Linked DNA regions of Rattus norvegicus: region 2 is linked to region 1. Evidence: chromatin contacts called from public HiChIP or PLAC-seq data. All regions are on one chromosome and are shown on one strand. The core of a region is the stretch at or near the end of the contact, and the rest is flanking DNA. Distances in the headings are between cores, read along the strand shown. Region 1 has its middle 65 kb from the start of Nkx2-2. Region 2 has its middle 57 kb from the start of Pax1.

The links. HiChIP or PLAC-seq counts read pairs in DNA pulled down with a chosen protein or histone mark.
Region 2: an H3K27ac HiChIP or PLAC-seq map of oligodendrocytes shows a contact between it and region 1, with 10 times the contacts expected there. The contact joins two enhancer-like sites. A contact is called at or near these places in 2 of 12 Hi-C or Micro-C datasets (the A7r5 cell line and Schwann cells) and 1 of 1 datasets of contacts at active chromatin or transcription factors (oligodendrocytes).

What each region holds. Positions count from the first base shown.
Region 1 is chr3:155,136,999-155,144,854 of GRCr8, forward strand. No RefSeq gene overlaps it. Among named protein-coding and RNA genes, the nearest start is that of Nkx2-2, 65 kb to the left of the region's middle. Within about 2 kb of position 4,678, at least 4 of the 93 cell types and tissues checked have an H3K27ac peak or open chromatin away from gene starts, as enhancers often do.
Region 2 is chr3:155,185,077-155,192,932 of GRCr8, forward strand. No RefSeq gene overlaps it. Among named protein-coding and RNA genes, the nearest start is that of Pax1, 57 kb to the right of the region's middle. Within about 2 kb of position 5,410, at least 4 of the 93 cell types and tissues checked have an H3K27ac peak or open chromatin away from gene starts, as enhancers often do.

The DNA of each region.
Region 1 (7,856 bases), core at 3,428-5,927:
ATTAAACTTCTGAGCTATTGTCTCTAGTTATTTGTTTATCATCATCATCATCATCATCATCATCATCATCATCATCACCACTACTGTTTGCTGTTAATGTTTATGTGTCCTTTTGAGAGAATGCCACGTAAATAACTGTACTAACAAGGCTAGAAGAGGGCGTTAGATTGCCTGGATCTGGAGTTACTCAGGATTGTGAGTCACCTGATATAGGTGCTGGGAGATGAACCTGGGTTCTCTGGAAGGGACCCAGAGTGCTCCTAACAGCTGAGCCATTTCTCTGGTCCCACCCTCCTCCTACCGTTTTATATTATTGTTTAAATAGCTTCTTTTTTCCTTCATTCTATTTATCTTTTAAAAATATAGTTCAGTTCAAATTTTAAATTTTATTGATGATGATGGCAGTGGCAGCGGCCACGGCGGCAGCGGTGGTGGCGGTGGCGGCGATGATTGTGTGTGTAATGTATGGGAAAGCATATGCCTCGGCACGGGCAGAACTGAGAAGTCACATTTCAGGGACTGGTTCTCTCTTTCCACTGTGAATTCTCAGGATCAAACTCCATGGCACGAATATACCCCTCATCACGTTTGTACAGAATGAGCCTTTAATTTGTACAAGACGGAGGCATCTTGTTGGCCTCATTTATTTTTGAGACAGTGAGTCACTGTATTGCCCTTGCTGGCCTGGAACTTGGGATCCACCTGAGTCAGTCTCAAGATTGGTGGGATTGTAGATGGTACCTGGCTTTGCATTTTCTCTCTCTCTCTCTCTCTCTCTCTCTCTCTCTCTCTCTCTCTCTCTCACACACACACACACACACACACACACACACACACACACTAGGAGTTTTGAATCTATATACATACATACTATTTATACTATTTGTAATTTTCCTCCTTCTGACTGTGGATTTTGTTATCAAACCTGTTGGTACCAGGATCCAACTTTCGACTCCGAACCCAGAGGTGACATCACCAGGTAATAAGGATCCATGCATCTGTTGTCATGGCAATGGCCATACATTCCCAGTGTCCATTTGGTTTGCCTCCCACCTTGTCTAAATAAAAGTCAGACCCTTCCTGCCCACTTCCCTTTTTTCCTCTTCTTCTTCTCTCTTCTCCCCCTTTTGTCTCTGTCACTCCCCCCCCATAAACCTCTCCAATGTGGCACTGCATTGGTCTGGTGTGGTCTGTCCAGATGTGAGCCATGATTCTATCACAACATTGGCGCAGAAACCTGGGAACCCTCGCAGCTGTGCCCACTGGCAGCTGCTGCGGCAGTCACAGTGACTGGTACTGGCATGACCGTAATCGACCATAATCGACCATCACTGCATGGCCACAAGGACCGGCAGCTACCGTGACTGCTGCCTGCTGCCATCTCAGCACCGCGTGGACTTGGGCGACAAGACACATGCAGCTGCTCTCCCACCACCTGTAAGTACTATCCACATCCAGAGAAAATGTGTCTCAATAGTCCAACCTCCAGATATCAGAAAAGTAGGCGAAGAAATCAAACACTCCTCTGAGGTCCTTACCTCCTTGACATCCCCCCTCATAAATGGCACTAACTTGTCATTTCGCCTTTTGCTTCAGATCCTGACCAACTCCTTAATGTCACCCAACCTGGTCGCTTTAAATATTGCTGGCTAGGTGAACCCCCTGGAAGTTGCTCGCACTTGCCCCTTACAACCTCTCCAGCGATACTGTCTCACCTCTTGCCAGCTGCCCTGACTCTGATGTCACCATGACTCCATACTTTTTCTCTATCCCTCTTTTTGGCAAACTGTTTTAAGACATCGGGACATGTTCTGTAGGAACTCCAGGCTCCCTAGACTGCAGTAGAACCACAATCCTTTATACCTCATCTCTTCCACAATACCCTGCAGTCCAAAACATGTCAATCCTCTGTGACACCCAGGTATATCACTGCCTACTGCCAGCTGGTCAGGGGTTCTCATGTTGGTGATCCTTTTCGCTGAACGAGGAGTAATCCAGGGAAATGAGCCCCTGCCAATCCCAGCTGTAGGTATGATAGCTTCCCAGCATAAGAGGGCAGTTCAGGTCATGCCACTCTTGGTCACTGCAGGGATGGCCATAGGGGCTGGCACTGGGGTTGCAGGGATAACTACGTCCATGACCTGTTATAATAAGTTCACTTCTGAGATTGACACCGGTTTTCAAAAACTGTCTGGACCCATGCTTACCATCCAGAAACAGATGGATTCTTTGGCAGCTGTGGTGCTTCAGAAGTGATGGGGGCTGGATGTCCTGACAGCTAAGGATGGTGGCCTTCTGTTCCTCTAAGAAGAATGCTGTTTCTGCGTCAACCAATCCAGGATAGTGAGAAATAAAATCCAGGAGCTACAATCAGACATGCAGAATTTCAAGGAACATAAGGCCTTCGATTCCTGGATTTTTGAAAACCCTCTATGGAAGTGGACGCTCCCTTTCATAACGCCTTTCCCAGTCATCTCTCTGGCATTACTATTCATCCCCTGCCTCATTAATCTTGTTTCTACATTCCTTCAGTGACAGATAAAAAATTTTTCTAACCAAAGTATTAATCCGTTCCGTTACAGGATTACCTGCCTCTGTCCACGGAGGAGCCTGATGCGAACTTTTACCAAGTGGATCCCACGGTGAAAGTCAGCTATACACTGAAATTGATGACGCCCCAAGACAGCAGGTAGCCATCCAAGAGACATAAGACCCCATTCCCCTTTCACCATCAGCGTCCCCCTTTCCTTCTCTTTATAAGAAAAAGGGAGGTATGTTGGTATCAGGATCCAGCTTTACCTCCAAACTCAGTGGCAATGTCACCTATAGGGGACAGGGACAGATCATCTGTTGCCATGGCAATGGGCACACATTCCCAGCATCCATTTGATTTACCTCCTACCCTTTACCTGCAAGCAGTTACGTCTAAATAAAACGCAGACCCTTCCTGCCCCCTTCCCCTTTTCCCTTCTTCTTCTCTCTCTTCTCCCCCTTTTGTCTCTGTTAACCCCCTCCTCCCCCAATAAACCTCTCCCACGTGGAGCTGCATTGGTCTGGTGTGGTCTGTCTGGACGTGAGCCGTGGTTCTATCACAACAAAACCCATGACAGCTTCCTAAGACAAACCAAATAGCATATCTTCTTCTATTTTCTGAATGAGATCCTAGAGGATGGGCCTAATTTTTCCACTTAATTATTTTGAGAAATTTGTACAAATACAACATCATTACATAAAAGGGCGATTGAAAAAAATTACACTCACATACGCAGTTCCACATAGCTAAGTGTTACAAAATTGTAACGACTTAAAAATACAATATTTATAATTATAAATGCGGAATATCATATAGACTACAGTTTTACAAAAAAAAAATACCACACTGAATTAGAAAGTTACATTCCAAAACTCTCCCGGACTTTGGAAGCCGCTGTCTCCAGCTATAAATCATAAACCATTTAATGTGCTGTGCAATTCTTTGCCCCTCTCTTGGCTTCTCTGAACTCCAAGTTTCCTTAATTGTCAGGTGAGCTTGCTCGGTGGCTCTTTGCTTCTCGGAGTTGTCAGGAAGAATCAATGCAACAAACGTATGTCAGGTCATCACCCCAAGTTGGGTATGCAGTGGGTGTTCAGTGCAGGGTGATGAGGTTTAACACCACATAATCAACTTTTAATTTTAATAGTAAATTTTTTTCATTCCACTGTCAATTGAGCACCCATTGGAAACTAGGGTCTTTGGAGCACAGCAGCAGAATCGAATGCAGCCTTCGATGTACAGGGAGTCAGCACCGGAGCCTGAGGATCCATGAAATGAAAAGAAATAAAGCGAAATCGAACCCTGTCTTCATGGTACCCCCTTTGTTCTGCTTGAACAAGAGTAAATAAAATCAGCTGTACCTGCTGGAGGGACAACTGGAGCCCATGTGTGGGCTCTGAGGCTGTCACATGTCAAGAACCACCTGAAATGAATCAAGGTGAGTTGCTTTTTTGAAAATGGCTCCCAGGTCTAAGCCCTAATTCCGGCCTGTGCAGGTTATCACCAGTGTTTATCCATCAGGGTTGACAGGCATTCTGGGAAATCTTTGCATCAAGGCCTCACTTTCTGCCAAATATGACTATGCTAATTTTTGATATGCATTTCTTGGACAGGTTAACGGAGCCTTAGGGATGAGACTTAGCTCTCAAATTTGCTGCAGAAGTGCAGCGAGACATGTTAGGGATGTGGTGATGTGCGGCAGGGGGCAGAGACAGTGGACTCGTCTATTTGAGCATTGGGTTGGTGAGCCAGACTGTCTATTCATGGAGACATGATTATACAAATGGAGCATTGGAGCTGCACCTCTAGAGAGAGGGGTGAGCACATCTGCACACATCTGTATAGTATATTCACATTACGAATTCAGTGTTGCAAAAATACAACCACAACGTGTGAGCCGATATATTTCCACCACTGTGTCAATCAGTTGTTAATTCTGCTTGCAAAATCGTTAGAAGTGTAAAATGGGACCCTGTAATGCCAGGACACTCGAGATAGCCCTCTTTGGGTATGCCTGGACAGGACCTGGCATTCTGCCCTGCTTGGCAGTCAACCTTTTTTCTCCTGCCGTTCTGCCATTGTAGCGGTGTCAGATGCCAAGGGGCAGAATGGATTTGGAGGAAGCTGTCGTCACTAAGGCATGAATGGCCTTTACTACTTCTGTGCCAAAGGGCTGAACCTCCCTGGGCGGGAGGACAAGGAGAGCTGGCTGGAGGGGCAGGGAACGCCATCATCTTGTGAGGGCTTTGGCCAAATGCAGGGCTGGTGCTGCTGTTCAGAAAGAGGGAGCGGTTGTGAGAGGCCCAGGAGTTTTCTTTTGTGGTAGAGTGGAGCTTGATCAACACAGCATGAGGCGTTCTTGCCATGAGCTTATCTGGAGCCCAGGGTCTCTGCTGAAGAGCCTTGCAGGTTGTTAGGGTCCTAAAGAGGCACTTGCTCGGTAAGAGAATGAAAAGCAGGGACAGAGTTGCAAATTAACTGGGGAGGTTTCTCTGGTAAGTGAAAAAAAAAAAGGCAGTCTCAGAAATGCAAACATTGCATGCTTGGTTCTGCTGCGGCCCTAGACTTCCTGGGTACATAAATATGCATAGGTATTGATGGCCGGAAACTAGAAATGAAATTGTCTGGGGGAACTAGTGAGGGGCGGGGGAGAAGGAGGAGGATAGTGGGTGGGGTATGGAGGGGAATATGCTCAAAGTACATTACATATTTTCGTGAAAATGGCCTTATGTGACCTTATATAATACTTTGCCTTCAAAGTCCAGGTTGTAAGTCAGTTGTGCTCGTTTGTGTAAGAGATCAGGCGTGCCAAAACATCACCATGTGCAAATATTATTATTTGAAAGCACAGCTCCCAGGACACGGTGTAACAGTGCAATGGATGGAGAATGTTTCAGTGTTCCAGGACAGAGGAAGGGGAACACAGTTATATGGTACACGGTATCTCTCAAAGCAGTTAGAGGAGGAGATTTTGAATGAACTCACTACAGAAAATGATGAAATGCTAATGGTCTGACTTCAGCATGCCCAGTGTGTACACAGAACAAACTTCTACTCTAGCCCAGGTACAGGGGCAGTTAAGATGTGCAGCAAACCCGCAAACCACTGCCTCTGTTTGGCGATCAGAGACAGCTAATTACTGCTCAGATTTCCACAGCAGGTGCTGTCACAACTGCTCTCCTCGAGATTATGGCAGTGGATACCAAAAGAGAAACCCAGGAATTGAAAAACAATGAGGAAACCTGGCTTGGTGGTAAACAAGTCCTCAGGAAGCTGAGGCAGGAGAATCAGGAGTCATGCAAAGCCAACCTAGACAGCAGAATGAGAGCCTATCTCAAAAACAGAATAATAATAATAACAACAACAACAACAACAACAACTCAGAAATAACTTTGTAGATAGTGAAGACCGTTTGCCTGTAAAAAAAAAATCTAAAATTTTGGTTTCTGGGAAAAGTGGTGAAAGATTATTTCTCCTACACCCTCGCTTGCCTTCTAGATCAGTCTACTTTAGAAATGTCTTAAAACATTTAAACTTGTTTGGAAGTTGTCCGGTGGGAACGGAATACAGATCTGAGGCCTTGGAGACTCTGGTACAGGTGACTTCCGATGTGAGTGGATTCTGTGCTTTATAGGAAGTGCCACAGGCATGGGAATTCCCCTTCACAGGTCGTCAGAGAGAAGTTCTCAGCACGGATCGGAAACAACAGTCCCAATTCCCTGAGTACAGCCCAGACCAATCCCAGGAGGATTTCTGTCCATGGGGTTCAGGCAGCAGTAGTGCTTAAAACTTGCTCTACGACCTGGTCCAGCCCAGGTGAAGAACCCCTACTCTATCCATATAGAAATTATATTTGGAGGAATGACGATCAGACTTCCAGTCAGCAGAATATTGTGGTTTCGTTTTGTTTTATTTTTAGATTACAACTGACTCTTCAGGCTAGCCTTGAACTCAGGCTCAAGCCATCTCCAGCCCCAGTCTTCTGGGACACAGAGGATAACATTGTGTGTAGCTCAGAATCACATCGGATACAAAACCAAAACCAAAACCAAAACCAAAAAATATGCGATAATTGCTATCTTATCTTGAAATGAATAACAGAGAGCATAAATTTATTCTCATCCTTAAAAAATCCGCCCCCCTGCAATGTAAAGAAGAAAGAAAAGTGAACAGAACATGCTAGCGGAAGTCTTGGGCACATGCCTGCAGTGGCAGAACATACCTCAGGCCAGACAGTTGTGGGCTACAGCCAGTGTGACCAGAGAGTGTTACTAGCCTTTCAAGCTGAACTTGGGGCACTTCAGAAATCCAGTCTTTTTCTTCCAGCTGAGGCCAGGCCTTTTTCTCTGTTGTCATTGAGGATTCACAAACGCCTGCGCGAATTAATACTCAGGCTGCCCTCTTGAAATCAGGCTCTGTGCCTCTGTGTTTTGCACCGGAACAGCATCTGCAGATTCGCACATAAGGTCCGGGGACAGAGGTCAGATTAGTGACACAGGTTCCCAATAGACTGGAGAGGCCCTCTGGTGCTGCAGGCTTCCACCACACAACCCAGAGTTGGATATCCAGCTGGGAGAAGTCACTGGCCTTTTGGAGCCCCAGAGGAACAGCTGCCCCTGGGAATGATTTGTCGATCTCCTGCGCCCTCTAGCGGCAGATGCCAGTCGTGCCTGCGCCCAGAGAGTACTTCAATTTTGATCTTATGGTGTTGAGAGGTCAATCTGCTTTGCATTTTCTTCTCTCTCTTGTCTACCTTACTACCTGACTATACGATGTTTCCACAAGTCTTCTATGCACTTACAAGTGACTAATGCATCTATTACATATGTATTCATTTCTGTATGTGTAGGTAGAAAAGATATGTAGACACATACATACTTCATCCACACACATAAAACATGTCTTATAAGTAACCATAATTTTGTATGTATGTATGTATGTATGTATGTATGTATGTATGTATGTATGTATGTATGTATGTATGTATGTGTGTGTATGTATGTGTGTGTATGTATGTATCATATATTAAGACAGGGTCTTTCTATGTATCCTGGTTGGCCTGGAACTTGCTTACAGGTCAGGCTGGCCTTAAACTCAGATATCTGCTTGCCTCTGCCTCCCAAGCACTGGGATTAGGATTAAAGGTATATATAGGTCACTGTGCCTGGTCATATTATACATATACATATATGTACAAATAGATAAAATGTTTGCAAGTGTAAAAGGACTTAAACATCACATAAAATACTTATATATTTGATATGTATAAGATTTATTATATAGCTATAAATGTTATAAATATATCAGACTAATCAATTTTTAT
Region 2 (7,856 bases), core at 4,160-6,659, 49 kb after region 1:
GGACCCTTCTAACAAGGATCTGTACTCCCCAACCTATTGTCTCCAGAGAGCATGAAATGATCTGACTATAAGGACAGCTGATGTCTGGTTCCCAGTGAAAGTTAAGAGACAGAGAGAAGACATTCTGAGTAGAAAACACGTTTAGAAACATCTTCAGTCCACATGAGCGTGCATTTTCACAAAATAGAGTAACACCGCATTACTAGGAACGCCTAAGATGGGCGTCAAAAGTCAAGCTGAAATTTACTATTAGTTTTAACAGATCTGAAGTCCCCATCCAATCGCTATTGAGGGCTCTAAATGTTTCTCTTTCCTCTTCACATACATCCTTACGACTCAGTGTAGGTGCCAAGGCCACATTAGAAACCACACGGGTTTAGAAAACTAGCAAACACCGTTTCATGAAGGTACATGTGGGAAGGAGGTGCAGATATTTTAAAAAGTAGCAAATTGATGTACAAAAGTGGGACCCTGGCTCAGGGAGAAAGAGAACTGGGCTTCCTTTGGCGGGAGAAGCTTCCAGACAGGGGAAGTCAAGGGTCCATACAGCGTTCATTCTGTTTTGTAGCTCAAAGTTGGTCTGAAGATAGAGAAGAGCTTCCTTTAGGGAAAGGGTAGATACATAACACTGGCACCCTGGCAGAGGCTGGCACTGGGGTTCCCAGGCTAGAAGTAAATCCAATTTGTTTGGTTCTCCACAGATGTTAAGTAGGTTCAAAAAAGTGTCTGGGGTGCACCCTCGTGTGGCCAAGTCTCACTGTGTGGTGGAGATCTGAAGCCCATGCCCAGTAGAAATTCTGAGGATGACTCTGGATTCCCCCCATTCTCTCTCTCTCTCTCTCTCTCTCTCTCTCTCTCTCTCTCTCTCTCTCTCTCTCTTCACAAGTAAATCTGTACCAATAGATTGTAGCATGGAGGACAGGAAAATTTCCACCATAGGCCATGCCTAGGTTAACCCATGCCATCCAGAAGCCCTTGGAATCTCCACGGGAAAAGGTAGGCTGCTGCACTTGGTCAATGAGGGTCAGCATAGCTACCAGGAAATGGTGATCGAACTGCAGAGAAATGCATCTGCACAAGAACCACAGCATGCCCTAACATGTCTGTGTGCGATTCTTTTATCTTTCTTAAATTACAATGCATGTAAGGATTTTCTTGGTTGCTGTAATTGTCGCCCTGCTTGTATTCTGACATACTTCCTTGTTGAGCAGCCCTGGAATCCAGGCCCATCTCTCCCACACCTGCCTATCACTGTTGCTTCTTCTCATGGTCCGCCTCTGAGTGATGCTTCCTAATTGCTTAGAGTTTTAAGGTCTTGTGCGTTTTGTGATACCATTTGTGAAAACTTTAGATGGTATTTGGGGTTGTTTAATAAAAACATATTATTTTCTATATACATATGTATTATATTCAGTAATTTGTCTCATTTACACCAACAAAACATTGATTCCTATGCATAAGTGGTCATATTTCCATTTTTGACATCTAAAATAAACTATATAGAAAAAAGAAATTTCTGTTTTGCAGGTTTTGGGTCTGTAACAGTGTGGGCACCATGATGAGAGTGCATGCTGAAGAAGGTTTGAAATTTCATAGCAGCCAGGAAATAATAAAGATAGGAGGGGCCAGAGTTCCGGCACCTCCTTCAAGGGCACCTCTTCCAATGACCTCCCCACAACCTACAGGTTTCACACTCCCATAGCACCAGAGGCTGGAGACTTCACTGTGTAAGTCTTCACTATAAAGGGCCTTTGGGAATGTTCAAGATTTGTACAATTCACATGTTCAAGAATGTAGCAATTCACAAGGAAGAATGTGAAAGGAAGTCCATTATGACAATATCTAGAAGAACACAAAATAGCCACACCAAAATATCTATAAAAGGGTAGTAAAAATAAACCAATATTCGTCTACGCAGTAGAACGCTCTGCAGTATTTAAAAGGAATGAGGTTTGTGAGGAGGAACAGGGGAATATTCTTGGTACGTTGTTGAATGAAGAAAGGAAGTTTGAGACATTGTGTTCAGGATGGAAACACTATCAAAAGACACAACCCCCTTGTGTGTGTGCTGAGTTTCTTCCCCAGTCTTTCTTCACTTTGGCTGAGAGAATGGTCTTTCCCCTAATCTAGAACTCAGAAATTCTATCGGCCTGGCTAGCAAGCCTCAGGGATCCATCTGCCTGGGATTACATACAGGTTCACCCTGCAGCGCCGGCTGACTTGCTTGCTTTTTAGAACATTTTTTCTTTGTTTCTTTGTTTCTTTCTTGCTTTCTCCTCCCTTCCCTAAGATACTTTTATTTCATGAATAAGAGTGCTTTTGCTTACATGTATTTATGCATGTATGCATGCATGCATGCTTGTGTGTGTGTATGTATGTATGTATGTATGTATGTATGCTTGCTATGCACATGCAGTTTCTGAGGAGTCCAGAAGAGGGCATAGGATTCCCTTAAACTGTAGTTAAAGGTGGTTTTGGGCAGCCATGAACAAAAATGCTGGGACTTGAACCCTACTCCTCTTTAAGAGCAGACAGCTCTCTTAACTGTTGAGACTCCTCTCTGGTCTCTGTTTTATCCCAAGGGTGTTGGGGGCTGAACTCGGATCTGCCTGCTTTGGTAGGAAATGGTCCACCAATGGAGTCTTCTCCCCATCCCTTGGATTAGAGAAGTGCTCAGAGAAAACATTCTTATGGGTAAGTCCCGAATGGCAGTGGCTCCACTAGGTAAGGAAGAGCAAAGCAAATGTTTTATCCAATGAGACCTTCAAACCTTTCCTGTAGTGCTTACGGTTTTGATTTTGTTTTTGACATCCAATGAGCAAACATCACACTGAGTTTCTGTGAGTAAGTGAGAGATCATGTCTTATACTTGTACAGAAATTGAAGCTTTCTTCTCTGAAACGGTTGGAAGCAGGACTCTAGATTCCTTTCTGGGTTTTGGAATTTGATTATAGATAACGAGAAATTCTGGGGATAGGACCTAAAGCTAAACACTAACTTCATTTATCTTTCCTTTATACCTTAAACACGCAGGCTCGAGGTTATTGGTGCAATATATATCTCATTTCCATGGTGACTTGGCACGTGATGTCGGGGGTGGGTGTCTTTCCACTGGTGGTGACAAGTGGGTGCTCAGAAGCTGCCAGATTTGGGGCCTTTTCACGTGATGGTTTTTCAGACTGCAGCTGTGCCTGTGAAAACAAAGTCAAAGGTAGCTGGGGAGCAGAGGGGACGGGTCCTGTTACAGGGCAAGGCTCTCCAGCAGCCAGCGTGTCAGATGCAGCTCTTTTTTTTTTCTTTTTCTTTTTCTTTTTTTTATTAACTTGAGTATTTCTTATATACATTTCGAGTGTTATTCCCTTTCCCGGTTTCAGCTCTTTCTTTAATATTGCTCTAGGCTGTGCCAGGCCTTGTGGTACTTCCCCCCCCCCCTCCCGCGCTATCTGTTAGTAACTGAGAGATCGCGATGCTTCAGAACCAAGCCAGACCTGAACTTCAATCTGTGCCCCAAGAGACATTATTTAACTTCAGTGCTTTAGCGCCCTCCAGTGGAATATGCGTGTCATCACATGGAACGCTATGAGGAGGAAGTCCTGGAGCTGTCTCCTGGCACAGAAGGGTCACCATGTGAGTCCACTGACAGCAACATCCAAAGGTCTCTGGTCCTCTCCTCTCTAGAAGATTCCACAGCCTCCAAGGTGGCAACCTCCATCAAGATACAGCTAGTGCTTGTAGTTTGCGGCAGCATCTTGCCGTTCCCAGTGCTCTAGATCTTCCTTAGTAAGTGAGGCCAAGAGAGGGAGAGGACCATTTCCTTGGAGAACTTGGGGCCCAGAAAGGAGAATCATGGAACTCATCACACCATGAAGTTGACAGCAGAACTAGCTCCAGTTCTCTTATCTCCTCTGATGTCTCTTCTCAGAGACACGCATTCCGACAAAATATGGAAGGCAGAACTTGCTTGTGGCACAGCAGAATTGGAAATGTTGTCAGAAGACTAACCTGTTCCAGTTAGAGAATGGGCAGAACTCAGTTATGTGCTTTCTATGACATTTTAGTGAGTGGCTGACTGTTTGTGAATGACATCATGGAGACCAAGGGCGGAGTAACCTAATCATTTAGATTTATTTAAATATACTGTAGTGGTTAAAATCACTTTTAAAGTGTAAGTGTGTGTGTGTGTGTGTGTGTGTGTGTATGTGTGTGTGTGTGTGAAAAGTGTAAGTGTGTGTGTGTGTATGTGTGTGTGTGTGAAAAGTGTAAGTGTGTGTGTGTGTGTGTGTGTGTGTGTGTGTGTGAGAGAGAGAGAGAGAGAGAGAGAGAGAGAGAGAGAGAGAGAGAGAGAGATGCCTGTGTAGGTCTCAGTCAGAGGCTAGCCTCAGGTGTGAATCTCAAGAATGCTATCTCCCTTTGGAAACGGTTTCTCGTTAGCCTGACGCTCAACCAATTATGTTAGACTAGCTGAACAGCAAGTCTAGGAATCCTCTTCTTGTCCCAGCCTCCCCAGTGCCGGGATTACCGATATATGCCTCGGTACACGGCTCTTTTTACTTGGATTCTGGGAGATTGAACTCGGTTCCTCAGGCTTGCACCATGAGAACTACCAGCTGGGCCCATTTCCCTAGCTCCATGGCCCATCTTGATTGTCAGCCTGAGGGTAAGGAGAGCTACTGAGGAGACACACCTCTGGGTATATCTGTTACCACGTTTCCAGGAAGGTTGTTCTGAGGTGGGAGGGCCTGCCCCAGATGTGGATGGCCCTGTTTCACCGCTGGGGTCCGAGCCTGACTATGGAGAAAGAGAGCTGAGTACCAGCATTCTTCTCTCTGTGCTGCCTGACTGCAAACCCAACCTGGCTGGGATTTTGTTACCGTGACTTCCTGGTCTCGATGGATGGTCCCCCCTCAGACTGTAAGTCAAGACAAACCCTTTTTTATTTATGTTGCTTTTGCAGAGCATTTTATCACTGCAGTGAGAAAAACAACGACTACGTAAAGCAGCCTATGATGTTTGGTTGACACAAGGTCTACCAAAAAATTTCCCAGGACTGATCCTCCAGGGACACACGAGTCTGGAAACACTCTTTGTAGTATGGAGGCCACAGTAGTGACACAGATAAGCTTGGCTTTGTTGCCTTGACCTTGGAGTGGGTGCCTCAGGACAGAGACTGTTGTAGCCCAAAGAGCAACAGAAAGGAGGTACGTCTGCAGGAGGCTGGAGACGGAGACAGGCTCTCAAGGCAGGCAGCTGCCCTCCCTCCCTCACATAGAGACAGCCCTCTCTCTTCTTCAATATTGACCTGCAGAGAAAGAAAAAAAAATCTTAATACTTTTTCAGTAGATCATGAAGCAGTTTATTTAATATTATTTGGATAACAAGCCTCCACATGAATGGGATTCGAATGTCAATTGTCTTAGGGGGAAAAAGATTTATTGGTTGGTAAATATTGAGAAAGGAAAGCTGATAAAGACCGGCTTCAGCTGTGGCCTCTGCCGGGAACGGGAGAACAGGCCTGTGTTGTATTTTGGGGCCCTGGGAAGGCAAAAACTGGTGAATGTCTGCCTTTGTTGGTGGGTGTAAAAGTGGAGCCCACCACAAATAATTTCTTATTTCTGTTCACATAGATTTTAAATTATGTAGCTCCCCTACCTTGTTAAGTATTAAAGCGGTCTTGTTTAAGGAAAAGGCACTTACATAATGAAGCTTATGTAGTTTGTCTTCAGACATCAATATCTGGCTTTGAGTGGCACAAAGAGATAAAGGAATGTGGATTCATAGCTCACTGAGATGCTTGGCAATTCTAATTCAACCCGGCTGCAAATGGACACAAGACTGTTGTGACTTCTCCTGAGTCGAGAGAAGGCTGGGTGAGCACGTGGTTTGGGGAAATTGTATTCTCTTCTTCAAGTTCTTCTGTTTCCGAACATTTAATCCTACTGTTCTCATCTTTAATGAAGGTCTCTTTGGTAAAGAATCGTTTTCCTGGAATGGCTGAGGGCAACAGAAGCTGGATTCAGAAGCACACAGGGTTTGGGGGGGGGGGTGTAGGGTGTGGGGAGACTGCACAGGCTGCAGCAGGATTCATACAGGGAAAGGCTGCCATCTTGTGGTCATCTTCATGCACTGCCTGTCTGTGAAGTCCGTCTGCAGAAATCAGCAACACTGGAGGGAAGGAGTTTGCAAGCTGGATTTCTGCAGGACAACGTGAATGCCTTTAGGAATCACTCGGACAGTGGCCAGGTGCCCTCCGAGGTAGGCTCCAGTGGGTATTCTGCATGTATATGGTCATTCCTCAGGCAAGACCAGGCCTCACAGACACTTTGCAGACTGAGCAGAACAACCAGCAAACAGTTCCACAGTGAGAGCAAACAGCCAGACACATAGACACATGTACCATGTATGTACTGTGTTCCTGGAAGACAGCCAACTGAAAAACACCCAGGCCAAGGTAAGGAGGTAATGCCAACTTATATAGGAAAAAGTAAACAGAAATGACCCATGGTGCTTCATCCAGCAGGTCATCTGGTCAACCACTCAGACAAAGCCAAACCAGGACAAGCAAGGATTTATTCTTTTCTAAAATTGTATAAACACACTTGTAGAAATGTTACACATGTTATGAAAAAAGAAAAACAAACAACATAGAGAGGTTCAGAGAGCAAGGTAAGAATAGAGTCCAGGCCACCCAAGTCACTCACAGCTCACACTTAATCGACCAGCTTCCAGACATTTTGCCATAAATGTACTCAGTGAAAATTCAAAACACGCCTTTATTTAAATGTAGTCAGACTTTCCATTTAATTGGGTAGAGTGCTTTGTCACTTAGCACAGAGCCAGATATAACATTTCGGGACAATAATAATTAAATCAGTTGGGCAGTGGTAGCACATGCCTTTAATCCCAGCACTCAGGAGCTTAGGAGGCAGAGGCAGGTGGATATCTGTGAGTTCAAGGCCAGCCTGGTCTATGGAGCTAGTTCCAGGACAGCCAAGGCTATGTAAATAAACCCTGTCTTCAAAAATAAACAAACAAAAAATTGGTTTTTAAAATCAGCTGTGTAATTAATAGCTAATAATATTTACTAGCCACCACTTGGTTTCTGCTATGTGCCGGACACCATATTGAATGTGTGGCATACATAATCTTCTCTATCCTAAGATCAGTGCTCCAAAGCATAGATTTTTATTGTGCCCTTCACACCAAGGACGATTCGACTGGAGTACAGGATATTAACCAGCGCCCTCCTTAGAGCCTGTTACCTCTTTTGATGTACCTTTCTTTTTGTTTCCTTTTTAAAGAATTTCACACAGGAATATACATTTGCATTATGGCTGTTCCTCCCTCTCCCCACTTCTGCTCTTTCTGTGTTCCTCCAACTCCTTCTAAGATTCATGAGTCCTTCTTCTTTAATTATTATCCAACACACTCATATTCATGCACACACATTTATGCAGGTGCATGCACACACGCACACACACACACACAATACTGCCTGCTTAGCTCATTAGCATTACTCATAGATGTATTTGTTTGGTATTTGATAACCATCAGTTGGGTTGCCCCTAGAGAAGACAGATTCACTCTCCCTCAGTAGCCATTAACGCCTGTAAATCTTAATCTAGGGCTAGGAGCTTGTGAGATTTCCACTACCGGTGTTGGCATGTCAACTGGTGTTGTTGTGGAAATCATATGACTAGGTGAGCATATCTTTAACATTGTATGAGTGTAGCTTTGCTGTCATAAATAAAAGACAGTATCTCACAGCAGACTTTCATAACTTCTGGCTATTAAAATGTTTTATTCCCTCTTCTATGATGTTCTCTGAGTTGTAGGTGTAACAGTTGTATTGTGGATGT